Regions from separate parts of the Zea mays genome. Here region 2 is linked to region 1. A link is a contact called in public Hi-C data. All regions are on one chromosome and are shown on one strand. Each heading gives the region's core, a stretch centred on a gene start, on an enhancer-like site or on the middle of the called end of the contact. The rest is flanking DNA. Distances are from core to core; before and after follow the strand shown. Region 1 holds the start of LOC100382232. Region 2 holds the start of LOC100381713.

The links. Hi-C and Micro-C count contacts between places; a contact is called where the count stands out from the background.
Region 2: a Hi-C map of tassel shows a contact between it and region 1, with 1.9 times the contacts expected there. The contact joins the promoter of LOC100381713 here to the promoter of LOC100382232 in region 1. A contact is called at or near these places in 2 of 25 Hi-C or Micro-C datasets (leaf and tassel).

Annotation. Positions count from the first base shown.
Region 1 is chr6:169,012,647-169,018,169 of Zm-B73-REFERENCE-NAM-5.0, forward strand. LOC100382232 reads left to right here and starts at 1,716. Exons shown (of 14, transcript NM_001174987.1): 1 at 1,716-1,930; 2 at 2,430-2,537; 3 at 2,944-3,136; 4 at 3,648-3,906; 5 at 3,990-4,046; 6 at 4,126-4,173; 7 at 4,482-4,568; 8 at 4,651-4,708; 9 at 4,881-4,948; 10 at 5,053-5,148; 11 at 5,224-5,280; 12 at 5,396-5,485. The coding sequence starts at 1,825.
Region 2 is chr6:169,231,979-169,237,417 of Zm-B73-REFERENCE-NAM-5.0, forward strand. It overlaps LOC100381713, which reads left to right and starts at 1,906. Exons shown (of 13, transcript XM_008649807.3): 1 at 1,906-2,295; 2 at 2,878-3,095. The coding sequence starts at 2,918.

The DNA.
Region 1 (5,523 bases), core at 466-2,965:
CCCGGTCGCGGTCGTTCTCACATGGGCTATGGTGCCGCTGTGTATGGGTGGGGCAGGGATTCAGGGTTTTTCTTGAGCTGCGTGAGAAGGCCTTCTTCTTAATATAATGTCGTTGGGGCGGTCTTATCCCCCACAAGTCAAGTTTTTTTATACTAGGGGTCATGCCTTAAACTGTGGCACATTACCGAATATGTCATTTATCGGGTGGCTGACATGTCGCATCCACAGGCGTTGGGCTCATGTCGTTCAATACGATGAATTGGTAGATGATATAACTGTTTGTACTTGATAATACTTCAAGGTATACATTGGTGCACATGCGTGGCTACAGGAATGGTGCATGTACCATGTAACAACCTTGAGTACACTGCATCCTAAGTCGTGTCAACACTACACTTGTTAGGTCTATAATATCGCATATATCACATTTAATGTGTTATACATGATATTTATCTGACAAGCTAACACTATGGGCTTATCGTGAGGGTTTTTTACATGTGGGGCCCTAACCTCAGAGCCATACTGCCCTTGGTGGGTCCAAGCGTATACTTCGATTTTGAGACATAATTACACTTTAGCCACATTAATTACTCTTTAGAACATCTTAGAGTATGATGGGTCCTAGAGGTTTGGACTTGATCATCAGTCATCAGTGCCTCAAGACACAAGGAGTCTCAAAGACTTAGATCATCTCAGTCTAGAACGTTTGGGGGCACTAGGGGAGTAGGGGTAGGGGTCTTGATACTTTAGGGCTAGTTTGGTGACAAAAAAATTAGAGGAAATCCATAAAGAATACCTCTTGCAAGTGATTTTTCTGGTCCATAGATCCACTCCAAACCAATACTTAGAGTGTCCGAGGCCCGATAAGACTTAGTTCTCTTTAGTTGCTTCTTATAGACTCTTGTTATTTCTGTTGGGTGCCTTAGTGTCAAATTATTTATTTTAGTAGATGTCACTATGTTAGCTCTCTATTCTGGGATTTTTTGAATGGGTTTTAGCGACAGCTAGAAATATATTTTTTACCGGGCATTGTATATGCTTCGGTTACCTTACGTCCGTATCATTTCGCGACAAAATGGTCTTCACGCGCTGGATACTTGGACGTGAGAATCTGACAGTGATAGACAGACACTGGAAGCTAAGACGACCAAAAAGTTTCTTCCCCCGTGGAGCATGACATGCACAGCACAGGCTACACCCTACACGTCGTTCTGATGACATGGCGAACGCCTAGTGGCTGTCGCCGGCTCGCCGCAGCTCCGGCGAGCGGCGATTCGTTGGTGCGGGGATCCGTGACGCTGAGCAGACAGCGAGTAGTTAACGTCGTGCTTCAGTAGTAGTAGTAGGCCCAGGTCTCTGGCTCAGGTCTCCACAGACCACAGCTCGATCGGGCCGAGCCGCTGTGGCCCATGGGAGTCCAGGTCCACCATAGACTTTGACAAAGTCAACGTCATCGCGCGTCGCGTCGCGTCGCTGTCCGCCACGGAAGACCCGACCGGCCGGCCTTCACCATCACCAGCGAGGCAGCGAGTGACCTCCCTACTCTCTCCCAAGCTGACCCGCGCTTTCGTAACAACCACGAGAATGCCATCCCCGTTGGCGATAAGGCACGGGACGGAGTGGCATCGTCGTGAATAGCCACCGCACCTGAGCCCCTTCACCGATCCGCTCTCTTTACAAATATTCCCTTTGCGGTTCCCAGTTGCCCACCGAGAGTGGCAGTGGAGTAGTGGTAGGAAAAGCTCGTCGCCGAGTCGCCGTACGGGGGCTCGGCTCGGGTGAGCGAGCGGCGGCCGGCGGGTACTGAGGCCTGAGGGCGAGGCGATGGGCCGCCTCCGTGACGGGCGAGCCTTCCTCCACCGCGCGCTTGTCCTCTCGTCGCTGCTCCTTCTCGCCTCCGGCGAAATCTTCTTCGAGGAACGGTTCGATGGTACGACCACGCGTGACTCTGTTGGTTTTCCCCCCGATTTAGCTAGGTAGCGCGTCTAACTGGATGCTATAAGGATTCGGATGATTCTGTGATTGTGTTGGATCATTTTTTTTTTTGCTATTCGCTGGTTTAGTTTAGCTTGGTATCACTGTGACGAGTTACTGATTTGCTGCTTACACTGACAGATTCAGAATTTCAGTTTGTTGTTTGAGTGAGCTGTTCACTATTCACGTGGTTTAGCTTCTCAAAGAAGTGAATTATTCCAGAGATATTGCTACTGCTAGTTGTGCCTTCTGAAATGCTCCAAGCCTCCAATGGTCCTGCCTCCAGGAGTCGAAGAACTTATTTGTAGTTGGCTTACAGTCCGATGTCCTATCGATCTGATGTCTTGTGCTGTCCATGAAGTTATCAGTAGCTGATGTCTGCTCAAGTTTCTTGTTTTCCTAGGTGTATTGTTTTATTTGTGATTCATGAAATTACGCAACTTGGTAACATTCAGATGGGTGGGATAGCCGCTGGGTGAAATCTGATTGGAAGAAGAGCCAAGGACAAGCTGGAACCTTCCGACACACAGCGGGAACCTACTCTGGAGACCCTGACGATAAAGGTGATGGTTTATTCATGAGTGCTATCTTATGTGCAGTAAGGGGGGCATATAGCCCTACCCTTTACTTGTTTGTTGTGTTTTACCAAAAAAAACTGTATTTGATAGTGACAGTGGCTATTTTGATACCCAGTTTCCAACCAGATATGCCTTGAATCTATCCATGTTAATACATCCACTAAACTTGAGCATTTTCTGAAACTTCAATCAAAGAGCTCAGGCTGCATTCCATGTGGCCCCTGTTTTTATCATAAACATTTTATGTTAGAAAACAAGAGAAACATTCCACGATTTGTGCATACTATATCAATCATGTTCAACTTTTAAAGCCACAAAATATATAACCTTATTTTCCATGGTTTATTTCATACGTCGTATGATTATTTGCATTATGGAATCATCTTTTCAGGTATACAAACAACTGGGGATGCCAAACATTTTGCTATATCAGCAAAATTCCCACAATTTAGTAACAAGGACCGGACATTGGTGATCCAGTACTCTCTAAAGATTGAGCAAGATATTGAATGCGGTGGTGCTTACATCAAACTTATGTCTGGTTATCTCAACCAGAAGAAATTTGGTGGCGACACTCCTTACAGGTCGGTTTGCTCTCTGTGTTTGGCTAAAAAAGTTTGTTTTAATGTTCAAAAGTAACCATGAACTCTTCAAATGCAACTTTTCAGTCTTCACCTTAATATAGAACATTTTTTTGTAAAATCTGATAGTAATCGTACCTTCGGATCTTGCGCATATGCCTAGAGAATTATCATTGGTAACTTGGTGTATTGGTCATCCTTTAAGTTGATTTTATTTGTCAAGGAAAGGCAATAACTTTACCAAAAATTTATTAACACACTGTGTTAGCGGTCTCACCGAGTCACACTGGGTCGTGGGTTTGAAACAGCCTCTCTGCATTTGTGCGGGAAGCCTTGCATCTGTTTGTCCCTTCCCTAGATCCTACTCATGCGGGAGCCTCTGTCACTGACTCTGCCCTTTTTTACCACTGCACCAGACCTCATTGCCCTCCTATTGAACTATTAGAAATTATTCAGTCTGTCTTAGCTTATACTGAATATTACCTACTAAATGTCTTGATATTTGCTTATGCAGCTTCATGTTTGGGCCTGATATATGTGGGGATCAGAAAAAGAAGCTCCATCTCATACTTTCATACCAAGGGCAAAACTACCCTATCAAGAAAGAACTAAAATGTGAAACAGACAAGTTGACACATTTTTACACATTTATTCTTAGACCTGATGCCACTTATAGCATCCTTATCGATAACCGGGAGAGAGAATTCGGGAGCATGTACACTGACTGGGATATCCTTCCTCCTCGTAAGATCAAAGATGTTAATGCAAAAAAGGTTTGAGATTTTTTTGGTGTGATGAAAGCATTGTTATACAGTAATTTCAATCATGCCTTTCATTATGCATCCGTTTCTTTCAGCCAAAAGACTGGGATGACAGGGAATATATTGAAGATCCTGATCAAGTTAAGCCAGAGGTATGCCTTGTTATATTTCCTGTCTTAGGACTTATCTTGATCAATAATTCTATTATAACCTTTTACCTGAACTGAACAGGGATATGATTCAATTCCTAAAGAGATACCTGATCCCAAGGACAAAAAGGTATGCATGATTCTGAGTTTGTTTAATATGCATCCAGTTCGGTTTTAACAATTTAATTGTCACTTTCATGCTTCAGAGCACTTACTCAGATCTCAGTATGCAAATGATAGATCTTCACTATTTATGTTATTAGACAAATGAGGATTGAGAAACATTCAACTTTATTCATGCATGCATGTTACTTTTGCTTTATTTTTTTAGCAACTTAGTCACTTTTTTCCTGGTTTGCTAGTGTGTATCAGTAATTTCTAAACATTCATGACTAAACGAACACAAGATGACAGTATTTTTGTTTTATGCTAAATCAGCCTGAGTCATGGGATGACGATGACGATGGTACATGGAAGCCTAGAATGATACCTAATCCAGAATACAAGGGACCATGGAAGCGGAAGGTTTATTTACTTTATACTAGTTATAATTTCTTAACCTTTTGTTCATTTGAATATTTATGTACTCATGACTTTTCTCTCTCAGAAAATTAAGAATCCTAACTACAAAGGAAAATGGAAGACCCCATGGATTGTCAATCCAGGTGAGAGACATATATCTGATCTTCTGCTCTTTACATATTGTCATGTAGATTATGTCTACTGTCTGTTGATGACAGTTTTGAGTATTTCTCTTGGCAGTAAGTTTACTTCATATCTGTCTTTGAATTGAATCTTGCACGCTTGACCCAGCATTAACTAAACTATCTTTTGCAGAGTTTGAGGATGACCCAGACCTATATGTTCTGAAACCTTTGCAGTATGTGGGGATTGAAGTATGGCAGGTATCAAACATCATAACTGGGCAAAGACGTGTGCCCCATCACAATCTTTGGTTGTATCAAATAAATTAAACCCTATCTGAACTTACTACTACCATGGTATACAGGTCAAAGCTGGTTCAGTTTTTGACAACATTTTGATTTGCGATGACCCAGACTATGCAAGACATGTTGTAGATGAAACTTTTGCTGCAAATAAGGAGGTAGAGGCACGGCATGTTATGATCCATGTTGTCCCTCCGTAGGAACCCTTGTCTCATTTTATTTCTATGCTGCAGGCTGAAAAGGAGGCCTTTGAAGGAGCTGAAAGAAAGAGGAAGGCTAGAGAAGAAGAGGTTAATTAACATGGAATCTTACTCTCTTTCTGCTCTGGTCGCTGTTGCCTGTTAACAATTCTGAAACTGTGAATGTGAGCCTTGGAGGAGTTAACAGGACGTTGCTTTTCCACAGGAAGCACGGAGGGCACGGGAGGAAGGGGAGAGACGAAGGCGGGAGAGGGATAGGGACCGCGGCAGGGACCGATACAAGGATAGATATAAGGTACATTTCTTCCATTTTCCATACTGGGTCATTATTCC
Region 2 (5,439 bases), core at 656-3,155, 220 kb after region 1:
CCGGTGCCCCCGCCACGTCATCACTGCCGTTGGATTCTGACCGTTGGAGCTCCTGACTTGTGGGCCCGCCTGGATGTCCGGTTACCGGACATCTCCTGTTTATTGTCCGGTGCGCCAGTATGGGCGCGCCTGCCTTCTGCGCGCGCTGCGCGCGCATTAAATGCATCGCAGGTAGCCGTTGGCGCCGAAATAGCCGTTGCTCCGCTGGTACAGCGGACAGTCCGGTGCACACCGGACATGTCCGGTGAATTATAGCGGAGCGGCTGCTGCGCGTTCCCGAGGCTGGCGAGTTCCGGAGGCCGCGCTTCCTTGGAGCACCGGACACTGTCCGGTGTACACCGGACAGTCCGGTGAATTATAGCGCGCCGGCCTAAGAAATTCCCGAAGGTAGTGAGTTCGAGTTGGAGTCCTCTGGTGCACCGGACACTGTCCGGTGGTGCACTGGACAGTCCGGTGTACACCGGACAGTCCGGTGTACACCGGACAGTCCGGTGCCCCCAGACCAGAGGTGCCTTCGGTTGACTCTTTGCTCCTTTGTTGAATCCAAAACTTGATCTTTTTATCGGCTGAGTGTGAATCTTTTACACCTGTATAATCTATACACTTGAGCAAACTAGTTAGTCCAATTATTTGTGCTGGGCAATTCAACCACCAAAATTAATTAGGGACTAGGTGTAAGCCTAATTCCCTTTCATGATCTCAGTGGATGGTTCGCGCAGTTGCTTTCTATACCGGGATTGTTAAACATGTCTTGATGGCTGCCAGAGTATGAAGCTTCTTAGGCGCCGCCAACGACTGAACGACTTGTATCAATTATCGAGACACATGCATAGTAGTAATTAAATAAGTGTTTTTTTCTAAATTTATGCATGCATGTGTATGTTTAGGCAAACTTCTCAATAGAAGTACCACTAGATAAGTCTATATTGTATATTAACTCACTTGGATTAAGTATTACATGTGAAGATGATATTTTTTTACTTGATCAATGATAACATCAATAGCTTTACTTGACCTTTATTTAATTAGATTAAAAGACAAAAATACATATAAAGAAAAATCAAATAAAAATTAGAACTTTATCGTGGTTACCGTACATCTGGTCTGTTTGATGTAGCTTATGACTGGGTGTAGCTAAAATGGATTAAAACTTTTAAGTTGTTTCTTTTTGTAGCCCTTTTTTGTATGTAGTAAAACATATTTTAGTTGAATCATACTAGTTTAGAGCCTTTGGTTGGGCTTTTAAATATGTTTATTTTTAAAAGGTTTAAAAGCTAATCAAAGATCTAAAAAGACAGTTGTTTTAGACCAGAAGCTAATATTGCTCTAGTACAAAACTGGAAGTAACTCATTGCAAGTTTTACATGTGAAGGTGAGCAACTTAAAAAACTACCTATCTGCCACTAGTTATGAAGATATTGATTCATTTTTCCTTTCTCGTCTTTTACATTTTATTGTATGTGAGACGATGAGCTCTTTCTTGTATCGTACGATGTCTCTGGTCGGTGGTGTTGCTCCTTCGTCTCTCTTGCCCAGCTACCTTTCCTTCTACAGTTTTTCGAGACAAGTCCATTTCCTCAGACATAGCGCTGACCTTGGCCATCGCGTAGGATCTTGACTGCCATGCGGGCGAGCATATGTTCACTTTTGCGAGTAAGTACGATCGCCATGCGAGAAAGCATGATCTCGACCAGAGATCTTTAGATAAAGAAGATGAGGTTGATGGCTAGACACCATTTGTTAATGAGAGAAGCTGATAATAGTTTTTTTTGAGATGCCACATATGTTAAATCAAACGACTTTCTACTTTCGCACTATAATCTATACCGCTTTTCTATATACCATATCTATCAAAATTCATGGTCCAACCAAATAAACCTTAATTTAAAATTTTATCTCTCTGCGTACAGCTTCGAAGGAAAGGTGCTTCCATATAAGCTGTATCAAATTTGCTATTTATGCTGTTATGCATGCCAGGCCGATCCTTGCTTCAACAAACTTAGAGAAGAGATAGCGTTGAAGCTGATTTGGTTTGGATGCGTGTGTTTAGGCACGCTGCCTGCATCATCACAGCCAAACCACGGCATCCACCATTCCAGCTCCAGGCCAGGAGAAAACGTTCCGGGACTGGGACTGCGTTCACCTTGCTTTTTCTTCCCACGCTCACCCCGCACCGCGTGCCCTCTCTGGCTCTCTCCCTCTCGTGGGGACGACTGGGCGACCGCCGCCGCCGCCGCCTTACGCCAGGTGCCCAGGTCTTAGTCGGCCCCTTCGCCGGCGACGAGGACCTACCAGGTATGTCCACCCCTTCTCCGCCTCCTGCTGCGTGAAGCCGACCGCCCAAACCCTAACGTAAACTATCTGGCTATCTGTATTCGGATCTGATCTAATTACAAGTATTTACTTGATAAAAAACAAGTGTATATATATGTAGGGTTATACCTACTAACTTCGATTTTTTGTAAAAAAAATCGGGTGACATGTGTACACTCCTGTTCTTTGCTGGGTCCGTTCCTGTCTGAATTCTGTAATTCAGTTGCGGAGTCTGTATTGTTTTTGACTGATCACTGGTCACAAAATCCCCAGTTTGTGGGGGAGTAGAAACCTGGGAAGCATGAGTCTATAAAAAAACTCGGCCTGCGGGGTTAAGACAGCCCCCGAGTATATACACTCCCCGAAGCTCTGTCCCACGCATACACAGCGGCACCTTAGCCCAATAAAGGCACCTAAAACTATTTGGCACGAGCGCTAAATTTCCAGGTGCCTAATAAAGGCACTTCCTGAATTGCTGGTGCTGATTTTCCACCAGGCCATCGTATCCTTTTCATCCATTCACATGTTACTTTGGTATGTGAACTGATTTTGTTCTGCGTACAGCTGTGAATAAGGTTGTCTGGAACGGCCGTGGGCTCTGCGGATGGCAGGTTCTGTGGTAACGGATGATTCAGCTGCTAGCACAACTGGAATGAGGGATGATGAAAACAGTCTCTCTGGCGAGTCCTTCTCTGAGTGGAGGTCCTGTGATAGGGCAGACAGCGATACCCCTTCAACATCCCCACCCTTCTGGGATAGCGATGGTGATGATGATGATCCTGGTGCGTGAATACACTTGATCTAATGCTTGTTACTTTGGTGTGGTGAATGATTTTGTTCTGTATGGCCATAATTTCGTTGATCTACCCATGACTAACATAGTTGATTATTAAGCTTGTTCCCGAAGTCTTGACATCTTACCAAAGCTCTGGTTGAGAAGTTTTTAGCCATAAGGCTAGTGTGCATTTTGTCCAGTCATCTATGACTGAATGCTAGCTGAAGGCCCATGTGTTTGGCTGGATTTGTCCGTCAGTTACATAAAAAGTAGTCCAACCATGCTGTGCTCACACACAAGAAGGCTGTCAATTTAAGAAATAAAGAACAGACCATGCTTAATGTTGCTAAATGGACTGGTATCACTTAGCCTTGATCAATATTTTTAGATAGTGTTCTAGAAGGTAGAATATGCTGCCATCTAGGCATTTACTGCTACCGTGCTGCCACATAATTTGAGCGCAATCGACAGTCTGGGCAGTTTGATTGACTGGGTGGTCCAAGTTGGTGACTAATTGGGCTAGGCAGAGTGTGGCATCTGCCAGCTGGTGTGAAGGAGGATGAGAAGGTGCAGGTGGAGACGTGGAAGAAGGGGGATGGTGGTGATGGTCAGTTAGCCATGGTTATAAAAAACAAATTAAACTTACATTTACTCTCGATTAAACCTGAAATGGACCCCTAGAGTCATGTTTAGGGCCTAGGCGCCCAATAAAACTCTCGACACGTCTAGGCGGTGCACGTAGGCGTGTGGTTGTACTTAAGTGGCACAAAAAACACAAAAAAAAAACAGCGGCCTGGCTGGCTTGGTAGGCTAGCTGTGACCACGTCAGCTGGTGGGCAGGAGAAAAGCACGTGGAAGAGCCAGTGAAAAGGAAACATGATGCATGGGGGTCAAAATTGCAGGCCCCCCTGCCATTTCTTTGTAAGTTTGCAAGAATTGGAATCAAAATTGCCTAAATGTGTTACAGTTTCTTTTTGATTCCGAAGTTGGACATCTGATATGAACCATATGTGTTACCAGGAAAAAAAATTAAAATAAATAAAAAACACAAACATTTAATCGTGTATAATCTATGTTTAGTCCATCTAGGTGCTATGGAGTGGTCTAGTGCTTAGCGTCTTTTGGAACCTTTAGCAGCAGATTCCGTGGAACAGAGGTGGCGGCTGCTTCTTGAAAACCTTCACACCGTTGATTTCTACCGGTCGTGAACTGGTGAGGCGGAAAATGGGAGGTGGACAAGGAGGTTGTCGTGGTGATGGCAGCTGCTAAAGAGTGGAGGATGGAAGAAAGGTCTTTTTGGTTATTCTGGGCATCTTGCTCAGTATGGGTCTATTTTTCAAAACTGCAAACATATTTTAATTTCTTTGTGTTGTGCAAGGTCCGAGAAAAATAACCATTGTTGGCCCTGGGAGAGTAGCAGTCGGTCTATTAGGAATATAAGAGCACATCATTACCAGAAATGAAATTTAGTGTTTCTCCAGTTATGTAACGTCAAACAAAGGTACTTGTTCTAGCATTGGGGGCATACCAATTGGTCCTTTATGCTGTGGCATTGCACCTGAGGTGACGATGTTTCAGGCACCACAACGAATGGTGCTTATCACTGACTCTCACATTTGCTATCTAAAGAACTCGGCCAGTAGGGGAAAGACCACCCCCACGGTATTATATTAAGAAGAAGCTCAATCGGAGGCCCAACCCGAGAAAGGTCACCCCCCCCCCCCCCCCCCCCCCCCCCCCCCGTGCAGCATGAGGGTCCGCCCCCTATAGGCCGGATCTTAACTCGTGCTTTGAGCCCTCCCAGCCCCTACACAAGGATCTGCTCCCCATAGGTCAGTCCATCTCATGTGTACACAACCAGGTAACCGGCGAGTGACCTTTTTTAACCTCAGTCTGAAATCCGCTCCCGCTGGGATTCGAACTCAGGACCTAAGGAGTGCTACTCAGTTCATCTAACCAACTCAGCTAGAGGCCCTTTCGCCACACATTTGCTATCTAATTCTGACTGATAGTATACCTGTATGATGCTTCAATTTATCTTAATACCTTTCTCTTGAAAAAACATAGATAATGATCAAGTCCAAAAGTCGGATAGGTCTTGTCTCTTGATCAGATTCAGATTGCATGCACATTAGAGTTTGAAATAAATCATGAGTTTTCTTTTTTGCCACAAATTATCCTATGAATAAAGGAGCATCCACATGACCTTGATTACTGCCACTCTGTCTTACCTTTTATAAACGTTAATAATTATGCTACTTATGTAGACTTCTGTTTGCGGAGTACTAAACTGCAATAGGACTTCCCAAAAGGCCATGTTTTTCCCCTCAATCACACAGGAGAGCTGCATA